2 separate regions of the Sus scrofa genome follow, and region 1 is linked to region 2. A link is a contact called in public Hi-C data. All regions are on one chromosome and are shown on one strand. The core of a region is the stretch at or near the end of the contact, and the rest is flanking DNA. Distances in the headings are between cores, read along the strand shown.

Region 1 (4,823 bases), core at 909-3,408, 47 kb after region 2:
TGCTGGGTATCTCCCTTTTTTGGGGGTGTGGCCACACCCTCAGCATGCCGAAGGAACTTCCCAGGCCAGGGATCAAACCTGAGCCATAGCAGTGACAGAACTGAGTCCTTAAGTGCTAAGCCACCAGGGAACTCAGGGTCTTAAAATGTCTTTTAACATGTGGACAGACTGGTTCACTGAAAGTCAACCTGCCCACTTGCACTAGATTATAAAAGAACTCATATTTGTATCCTAATGGCCTACTTCTAAAACACTTTTACCTGCGTTTCTCTATTCTGCAATTGGTAACCTTGCAGCCTTTCTCTCTCTGCTACGTGACTTAAAGCATCATAATTTGGTGCCTTATAGTCAGGGTTGAGTGAATTAAATTCCTCTTATAATGCTGAATTCCAGTTTTCCAAGTGTCCCAGTGACTCCTGGAAGACGAAGCAAACCTAAGAACCAGGTGCAGAAACTGACAATTCAAGAGAACGCAGGAAAAACTAGAGTATTGCTCAAAACCAGCAGTAAACGCTGGCTCACTGCTTGGTCCCTGCTAAAATGCCCTCTGCCTTTTCTTCTTAGATTCCAGAGGGCGGTCAGGGCGGGAGCCTCCTCTCCTTTCCCCGGGGACCTTCCTCCTTTGCCGTGTTTATACACAGAGGCCAGACGGTGTCTGAGACAGTCTCCCCGGGAGGGGCCCTGCTCAGCTGTGCCCCTCACTCTGGGTGCCCGGATTAAGAATCCTCCACCTCCGTCCAGCCCCGTTTTATTTGTCGTGATGAAGGTTAGAAACGACCGAAAGGAACATCCATATGAGGGGATATTATGCAGCCCTTAAAAATAAGGTGTTTGAAAAAAAGAGGCAGTGAAAAAAAAAAAAAAAATGAGTTCCCGTCGTGGCGCAGTTGTTAACGAATCCGACTAGGAACCATGAGGTGGCGGGTTCGGTCCCTGCCCTTGCTCAGTGGGTTAACGATCCGGCGTGGCCGTGAGCTGTGGTATAGGTTGCAGGCGCGGCTCGGATCCCGCGTTGCTGTGGCTCTGGCGTAGGCCGGTGGCTGCAGCTCCGATTCAACCCCTAGCCTGGGAACCTCCCATATGCCGCGGGAGCGGCCCAAGAAATAGCAACAACAACAACAACAAAAAGACAAAAAAAAAAAAAAAGAGGCAGTGAAAGTGTTTCATGACTATAAAAAGTGATGTGTGAAGACTAATCACATGGGGAGGAGCTCACAGCCTTGGAGAAAAGGAGATAGGGACCAGTATGTGCAAATCCCCCTGGTTTTATGTCCATAAGGAAGAGGAAGATCGAACAGTATCCACTGAGATGGTGTGTTTCAGAGTTCTGGAATCACGCGTGGTTTTCCTTTTCTTCATTGTATTTTTCTGCATTTTCCACTTTTTTTTTTTTTTTTTTTTTGCAGTGAGCATAGATTTTTCTAACAGAGAGGCAGTCCCAAGTCCATGTTACCCAAGAAAAGAAAAAGGACACATAAGCCTGGTGTTTTGTAGACTAGCACCCCCAGGGTGAGGAACGAGCCTTTATTCCCCACCCCCCGCCCCGCCCCATTTTCCATTAGAAAGTCATGTGCCCAGTTTTAATGTATTTTGTATCTAGATTGGGTGAATGTCAGGGCAAAGCTGGATAAATGTTCTAGCATTATCTCCATAAGCGGTGTGTGAAACAGTTTCTGCATGGCCACAGAAGTTTGGGAAATCTGGGTTAAAGAAAAGCTTCATGGGAGGGCTCTTCAGAGCCGTCAGTGGTTTTAAAGAGGGCCATACATAGTGCGTAGTGTTTTCCAAATTGATTTGACCCTGGAGTTCTTTTTCCACCAACCTCCTTTGGCTCCTGAGGTCCACAGTTTTTGGGGTATATTGCCCGAGGCCAGGGAACGTTGGTGGTGGGCTTTCGTTTTTGGTTGATGAAGCTCTTTGCTGTTCCCAGGAAGTAACTGTAATTTCTCACACAGCAGACAGCAGCTTGCGCTGCTCCCACGCGTCCTAATGTTTCCTCTTTCTGTTGCTAGACCTTTTCGAAAGGTGAATGAGAAAGGCGTCTTACTCTGGGATAAAATCCACAAGTTGCAGAAAGGCCAGATTTACAAGCAGGTATCTCGTGACCCATCTGTCCTTTCTGTTGCTGTGCTTTGTGGTCAGTTAGAAGGACAGTGGCTGACATTGGTGGAGGCTTGCCACGTGCCGGGCAGAGTTCTGGGTCCGATGCTGGAACTGTTTGTAATGTGGTGGCGGAATTTCAGCTTCAGTCAATAGTTTCAACATGCTATGTCTCAGTTCATTCGGCATCAAACAGTTTTTAAAAAACAAAATTTAAAGTATCTTCTTTTCATAGGATAAAAAATTCAAGATGCCAGTAGTGAACCTTGGAAATGTCTCTTTAAGAAGTATTAAAAAAAAAAAAAAAGTATTTAATCCCATGGCATTGTATTCACTCAAATGAGTAATTATTTCCTGATGAACTGTGTTTTATGTACGGTTTTGGTTTTTTTTTGGCCTCCCCCAGGGCATAGGGAGTTCCCAGGCCAAGAATCAGGTCTGAGCCATAGCTGTGAACGAAGCTGCCGCTGCGGCAACACCAGATCCTTTAACCCACTGTGCCTGCTGGGGATTGAACCTGTGGTCCTAGAGCTGCAGAGACACTGCCAATACTTTGGTGCCACAGTTTTGATGTATTTTGTTATCATATAAAGCTCTCCCATGTTTGAGTAAATGATTGAATTGCTGACCATTATTGTGTAATTGAAGTTAGTTTTTTTTTTAATCTCATAATTTTTTTATATCTGTGTAATATTTATAATACATAATATTATACTGTACAGTTTTTTTTTTTTTTTTTTAATACTGATACATTCCTGGTGGATAGTAACAAACTGCTGGATTTGGCACTAATATATTTTCCAGGCCTGAGAGATTAGTTTTAATACAGCCATTCCACTTCTAGGACATGAGCCTAAGAAAATTATTCAGACATAGCTTTGCTATAAGACTGTTTATTAGGAAGTTACTTACAAAGAGATAACAAATAAATGTCCAGCGTCAGAATTGGTAAGGTGAATCATGGGCGTTCTCAGCTCTTGAAAGCTGAGGGAATATTTATTGACGTGATCACAGAATGTTAAGTGAAAAAACTAGATTATTTCAAAGAGGTATATAAAATATGAATCCTTTCTGAAAATACATTTGACTTAGAAGAAAGGTCTGAAAGACTTCAGGTCAAGGTGTTTTCATATTTTAATATTTAAATGTAAATGCAGAAACATTCTTTTAAGTTTTAGATATCTTGGGCCTCTATCTGTCATATGCTATAACACCTCTGTTTTTCTATTGCAGGGCAATTTATATGAATTTTTGAAGCTTACCGGATGGAGGGGATCCAAAGTGTTGTATTTCGGTGACCATATATACAGCGACCTGGCGGTGAGGACACATTTTCCCTGTTGTTGTGTTGGGGTAGGATGTTGTTAGGCCCACTTATTGAGAAACTTGTCTTTTGTTTAAGACTGTTTTTATACTTTTCATAAAAATGAGTAGTGAACCACATTTTTTTTTTTTTTTTTGGTTTTTAGGGGCATACCTGTGGCATATGGAGGTTCCCAGGCTTGGGGTTGAATTGAGCTGTAGCCACTGGCCTACACCACAGCCACAGCAACAAGGGATCCCAGCCGCGTTGATGACCTCTACCCCACAGCTCACGGCAACGCCGGGTCCGTAACCCACTGAGCAAGGCCAGGGATCGAAGCTGTGGCCTCATGGATGCTAATCAGATTCATTAACTGCTGAGCCACAATGGGAACTCCCACATTTTTTTTTATAATTTCAAAAAAATTTAATGATTTTTATTTTTTCCATTTATAGTTGGTTTACAGTGTTCTGTCAGTTTTCTGCTGTACAACAAAGTGATCCAGTCTCACACACACAGAGACACACACATATGTATATACACAGTCTTTTTCTTGCATTATCCTCCATCATGCTCTATTACAAGTGACTAGATATAGTTCCCAGTGCTATACAGCAGGATCTCATTGCTTATTCATTCGAAATGCAATAGTTTGCATCAGTTAACTCCAGATTCCCAGTCCATCCCACTCCCTCCCCCTCCCCCTTGGCATCCATAGGTCTGTTCTCCGTGTCCATGAGTTTCTTTCCTGTGGAAAGGTTCATTTGTGCCATATATTAGATTCCAGATATAAATGCTATCATATGATATTTGTCTTTCTCTTTCTGACTGACTTAGTATGAGGGTCTCTAGTTCCATCCATGTTTCTGCAAATGGCATTATTTTGTTCTTTTTTATGGCTATGTAGTATTCCATTGCAAATACATACCACACGTTAATCCATTCATCTGTCGATGGACATTTAGGTTGTTTCCATGTCTTGGCTATTGTGAATAGTGCTGCAGTGAACATGATAAGAGATAAATGCATGTGCCTTTTTCAAGGATTTGTCTGGATTTATGCCCAAGAGTGGGATTGTTGGGTCAGTCATATGGTAGTTCTATATGTAGTTTTCTGAGGTACCTCCATGCTATTTTCCATAGCGCTTGTGCCAATTTACATTCCCACCAACAGTGCAGGAGGGTTCCCTTTTCTCCACACCCCTCTAGCATTTGTTATTTGTGGACTTATTAATGATGGCCATTCTGACGGGTGTGACGTGGTATCTCTTGATGGTTTTGATTTGCATTTCTCTAATAATCAGGGATGTTGAGTATTTTTCATGTGCTTGTTGGCCATCTGTATATCTTTGGAGAAGTGCCTATTCAGGTCTTTTGCCCATTTTTCAATTGGGTTGTTGGTTTTTTTGCTGTTGAGTTGT
Region 2 (4,808 bases), core at 1,766-4,265:
GCCTGATTGTTTTCTGATCATTAGACTCAGATTAAATGTTTTTGGCAGGACTAGGACAATAGGTGCTGTTCCAATGCCACCTTTTATAAATGTTTTTTTATCCTTCTCTTTTAAATGTGTTAAGCCAGGAGTCGTTTTTTAAAATTCTAATATTCTAATTTTCAAATATCCACCAGGTCAATTATTGATAAGTGACTCCTGTCATCCAGTCATGATGGAGGCCGTGGGCTGTTTGTACAGGTCACTTGATTTAAGGGCCACCTACCTGGGATCTTCTCATTCATCAATCCATGGAATCCTGCAGTGAGTTTTTGTTCTATGTCTCAAAAAGAAATGTGCTTTGGGTTACTCATGTTCTATAAATGACCTCTTGACAGCTTTTGATCATTTGCAGCCTTCTGAGGGAAACTGAGCACATTTGGGATAGGAGATGTTGGCCTCAAGGCATGAGCCAGCAGTATTCGGAGGGCTAGGAATAGCACCTCATTAAGGGAGCACTCACTTAAATTAAACTACCACAGCGCTCAGAGTTCTAACACAGTGAGCTCGGCCATGTGCGCCAGTGCAGATAAGCTACAGGGGGCTCAACGCTTGGACTGGATGCCTACTACAATTTCAGATAAATCAAAATATGCTTTGGGAAAAGGGAAAAAGGTTATGAGAGGTTATTTCCATTTCCGCTGAGGAAAAGACCCGATGGAAGACATGAAGTAATGTTGAACGATGGAATGGCCTAGAAAAAGAAGCAACAAAGAAAAAGAAAGCTTATTCCTCTAAGAGTTTATCTTTGGATAAGATGGATGGTGCAGCAAAGCTTTCACAGCAAAGGATTTTGTCAGCTAAAAGCAAGAGTGAAGAAAGCCAAATGACCACAATTTACCAGCATCCCCTGCTGAGGTCTTGTAGCACAAATAATCCTGGGAATCCATATCTGAGCTCATTTCAGAGAAGTGGCTTTTTCATAGCCCAGATGATAGTCCAATTCCTCATAAGTTTTTTTTTTTTTTTTTTTTTTTTTTGCCAAGAAGATCTCATTTTGAAACAAAATTAATGAAGACCTCAAATGATATTAGTAAAAATAAAAATTATCATGGGCTCTTTCGTGTCTGTAATTTTTTTCTACTTGTCTTTATTTAGACCTCTTTGCTAAGATATTTTCTTGTAAACCTCTTAGGAATGAAGATAATGGAGGCCTGGGGATTTTATTTTTTAGCCACTTAAAATATTGTAACAGATTGTAGCTAAAAAGAACAACTTTTAAGTGATTCATATTTCTGTGGTAGGTAGAAGAATGTTGATCTTACAAGATTCTATAGCTAAAAATATATTGAAGCAATGTTATAAAAGTTCTAATTGTGAGACTTTTACATTACTGTCATCTATGAATTTATGAATTAATGTTTCATGTAAACAAAATTTAGTTCCTGTCACAACTTTTTAAAGTAACATGAGGAAGAAAAGATATCAACTGGAATAAACTAAAACCATAAAGTAGGTTTAAAGTACTAGAGTTCACGGATTTGATATCTTATCTGTTTTAAACACTTTAATGGGCTCTCATTTTTATCAGTGATTTGTAAGATATTACCTATTAACTGTTAAGGATTATTTATTGGCTTCCTCCTTCCTTATCACCCAACTAAATTGTACCTACTACATTAAATCCAGGTGAAGAATGGACTCAGCTAGGTGACTTTTTTTTTTTTTTTTGTCTTTTTGCCTTTTCTAAGGCCTCTCCAGAGGCATGTGGAAATTCCCAGGCTAGGGGTCTAATCGGAGCCGTGGCCTATGCCTGAGCCACAGCAACGCTGGATCCTTAACCCACTGAGCAAGGCCAGGATCAAACCTGCAACCTCATGGTTCCTAGTCAGATTCGTTAACCACTGAGCAACAACAGGAACTCCTTAGATAAGTGACTTTAAGAATGCTATTCACCTGTCTTAGCCTCAATTTCATCACTTTAAAAATGGAGTATTAGGTTGCATACTTGTTAGGATTACTGAGAGGACTGCATGAGAAAACTCACATTGCAAACACAGAGTAGTTTACTGTCCATCAAAGGTCTAACCCTGAGGCCATCTTTTTCCAGGAAGACATCTCCCAACCCCCTCCAGCCCACAACTTGATGCTTTGGGTTATTTGTCTCCCAGGCAGAGAGTTAGCCCTGATGGTTACTCATTACATTTCACCAGCTCCCCGCACAGTTGCCGGGTAGCCTGGCAAAGCCCTCGAAGTTCAGAGATTATCAGTCGGGTTCTGGGTGGGCTGTATCAGATTTTGCTGCAGAAGCTAGTTTGACCAGTCCATATACAGCAATGTCGCTTGTTGGCGTTTACTGCTTATTTGGCTTTGGTGGAACCACAGTGCACAGAGTGGGTGCAGCCTCCCAGGTCTGAGAGAGACAGGTGCACCACGCTGGTGAGCAGGGGAGTGGTGTCCCAGGGGCCTTCCTCCGGAGTCAGAAATCTCCGAAGGGACAGTGGCCTTCCAGGCTGTGCAGCGGGGGTGCCCTTCAGGCACATCAGCCCACGTGCGGGCCCTCTGCCCAGCTGCCCACTCAGGATTCAAGCTAGCCGTTGGGGCACGTCCCAGACCCGCACCCGCGATCCAGGGGAGGTCCAGACTGCTGAAGCCATTAATGTGGAGAGGGCACCTCCTGGGGCTGGGGCCAGAGGCACATGGTCAGTACAGCCTGGGTTGGGAGACGGTCACAGGTCGCAGGAGGAAGTGCTGCGAGGCTCGGCGGGCGGCGCCGAGGTCATCTCGCGGTTCAGGGCCAGCAGAGTCGTTCCATTCCATGTGACCTAGGCTGACGGGGCGATCGCGCCAAATGGTGAAGAAGCGACTGCAGCAGCAGGCTCGGGCGCAGGGCCCAGCGGTTCCCACAGCCCGGGACTTTTCTGCCCCGCCCACCCCCCGCCCCGTCAAGACCCCGCCCCCCGCGGCGGCCCGAGGGGCGGGCCGCGCCGCCACGTGCTCGGACGTAGGGACTCGCCCGCCCACTGGGCAGAGCGCGCGGCAGAGCACCGGCGCTGGGGCGCCACTCGCAGCCGGGCGGCGGCAGGCATGGCCTCGGCAGCGGCGGCGGTGGCCCGTGGAGCGGGTGCAAGGGCGGCTGCTGCCCTGCGGGGCGGCTGCGGGACCGCGGCCCGGCGGCGGTCGCGAGCGAGCCTCGCTCGGCCCTTATGCACAGCACCTGGGACCGCCCCGGACATGAAGCTCTACCTGTGGGAGCGCTACCGGGAGGCAAAGAGAAGCACGGAAGGTGAGTGAGGCGGCGCCCTCCACCCTGAGCCCCCAGTACTTGGGGGGCCCCCTCCTCGCTGTGCTGGGGCGCCAGGTCCGGCCCCATGCGGTCAGCGGGGAAGCCTGCACCCCCAGACCCGCGGCGGTCCGCTGCTGACCTTTAGAGCTCCCCCACCCCCTCTGCATCGTGACCCTCGGTCGTTCCCAACCCCAACCGCGGGCGACATCGCCTCTGCAGTGCAATTCCGGGTAACGCGGAAAAATGCTCCTCCAGAAACTTTACAACTCTTGCCTTTCTCCTGTTGGAAAAGCCGCTTTATCAATTTTGGGGTTTTTAGCTAGAAATCTGCATCGGAAGCGCTTTCGGGGTGTCCAGGGGGTGCCACAGACATACTTGAAAGACAGTCACCCCCACGCCCCGTTAGGTATTGGTATTACTAAACAATAATGATAGTAACAGCCGGAGTCCGGCAGGCGGCGGATTTACCCTGGCTTTTGGATGCTGGGCAGGTGGCAGTACTCGGAAGCTGATTTGTTTTCCTTCTTTGTTTCAGGGGATAGGGTAGGATTTGCTGTGCTTGAAATAGGAGGAGGCCAGGTTGGAGTGTTCTGAGTTATCTGCTAACCTCAGCGACAAGGGGGTTCCAGGGAATGACCACTTTGTAGCCAGATGAACGTAAAATCAGCTTGGTGTGGTTGTTGGTAAGGCAAGGGGGAGGGATGGAAAGAGGACCCAGTAAAGACTAGTGTCAGACACATAAATTGCTCCCTTAATTCTTCCTTGTATTTATGAACGAGGTGCCACATCTCCATCCATAGATGAGAGAGGTCAGACTCAAATTTAAGGATCCTGGCCAAGGTCACACCTTGACCCCTGGTCTGTCTCAGCCCCCAACCCATTGTCCTCTTTGCTGCACTGCCTTGCAGTAGCAGCTGACCATTTGGGAACTGGTGTAAAGGGCCAGTGACAATCCGTTGGTGCTGCTTCTTTCAGGGAAGATTCAGAAAAGCAATCTTTATACTGAATTTTTTGGGGAAGGGGCAGAGGAGGTGGCATAGAGAGAGAGGGAGAGAATATTTTGTGAAATCACATTTTCCATCTTTTGGCTGGAAGTCATGTTTTTTGTTCTTTTGCATTGTTTTTTGTTTTGCCATGTCCTCGGCCTGTGAAAGTTCCCTGGCCAGGGATTAGACATGCGCTGCTACAGTTGCAGCATTGGATCCTTAACCTCCTGAACCACAAGAAACTGGCCAGAAGTCATGTTCATGAGCACATGAGGCTTATTTTCACCAGCTGGGATAATTTTCTGAGGGAACTCAACGTGGCTCGTGATGCAGAATTCTATGAAATAGGGCTTGTTTTAGTTTTCCTTTGCTCAGTGTTTGGTGTTGCATTGGTTTTTGAGGTGGTGTGTGGTGGCAAGAAGACTGCTTTGGAGACCTTGCGAGTTGCAGGTCTTAGGTGAAAGAAATGAAAGGTCATGTAGCCCAGCTTTGGGGCAGGCAAGGCTTTAAATTGAAATTTTAAATTGAGATAATTTTATTTCATGCACTTGGAAGAA

Evidence for each region. Hi-C and Micro-C count contacts between places; a contact is called where the count stands out from the background.
Region 1: a contact with region 2 is called in a Hi-C map of liver, with 2.2 times the contacts expected there. A contact is called at or near these places in 1 of 5 promoter capture datasets (fetal skeletal muscle), 6 of 47 Hi-C or Micro-C datasets (embryonic fibroblasts, liver and skeletal muscle) and 1 of 2 datasets of targeted methods (skeletal muscle).

What each region holds. Positions count from the first base shown.
Region 1 is chr5:80,670,258-80,675,080 of Sscrofa11.1, forward strand. NT5DC3 (5'-nucleotidase domain-containing protein 3) reads left to right here. Exons shown (of 15, transcript XM_005664189.3): 11 at 2,013-2,094; 12 at 3,334-3,420. Among named protein-coding and RNA genes, the nearest start is that of NT5DC3, 47 kb to the left of the region's middle.
Region 2 is chr5:80,622,654-80,627,461 of Sscrofa11.1, forward strand. NT5DC3 (5'-nucleotidase domain-containing protein 3) reads left to right here and starts at 3,016. Exons shown (of 15, transcript XM_005664189.3): 1 at 3,016-3,265. The coding sequence starts at 3,067.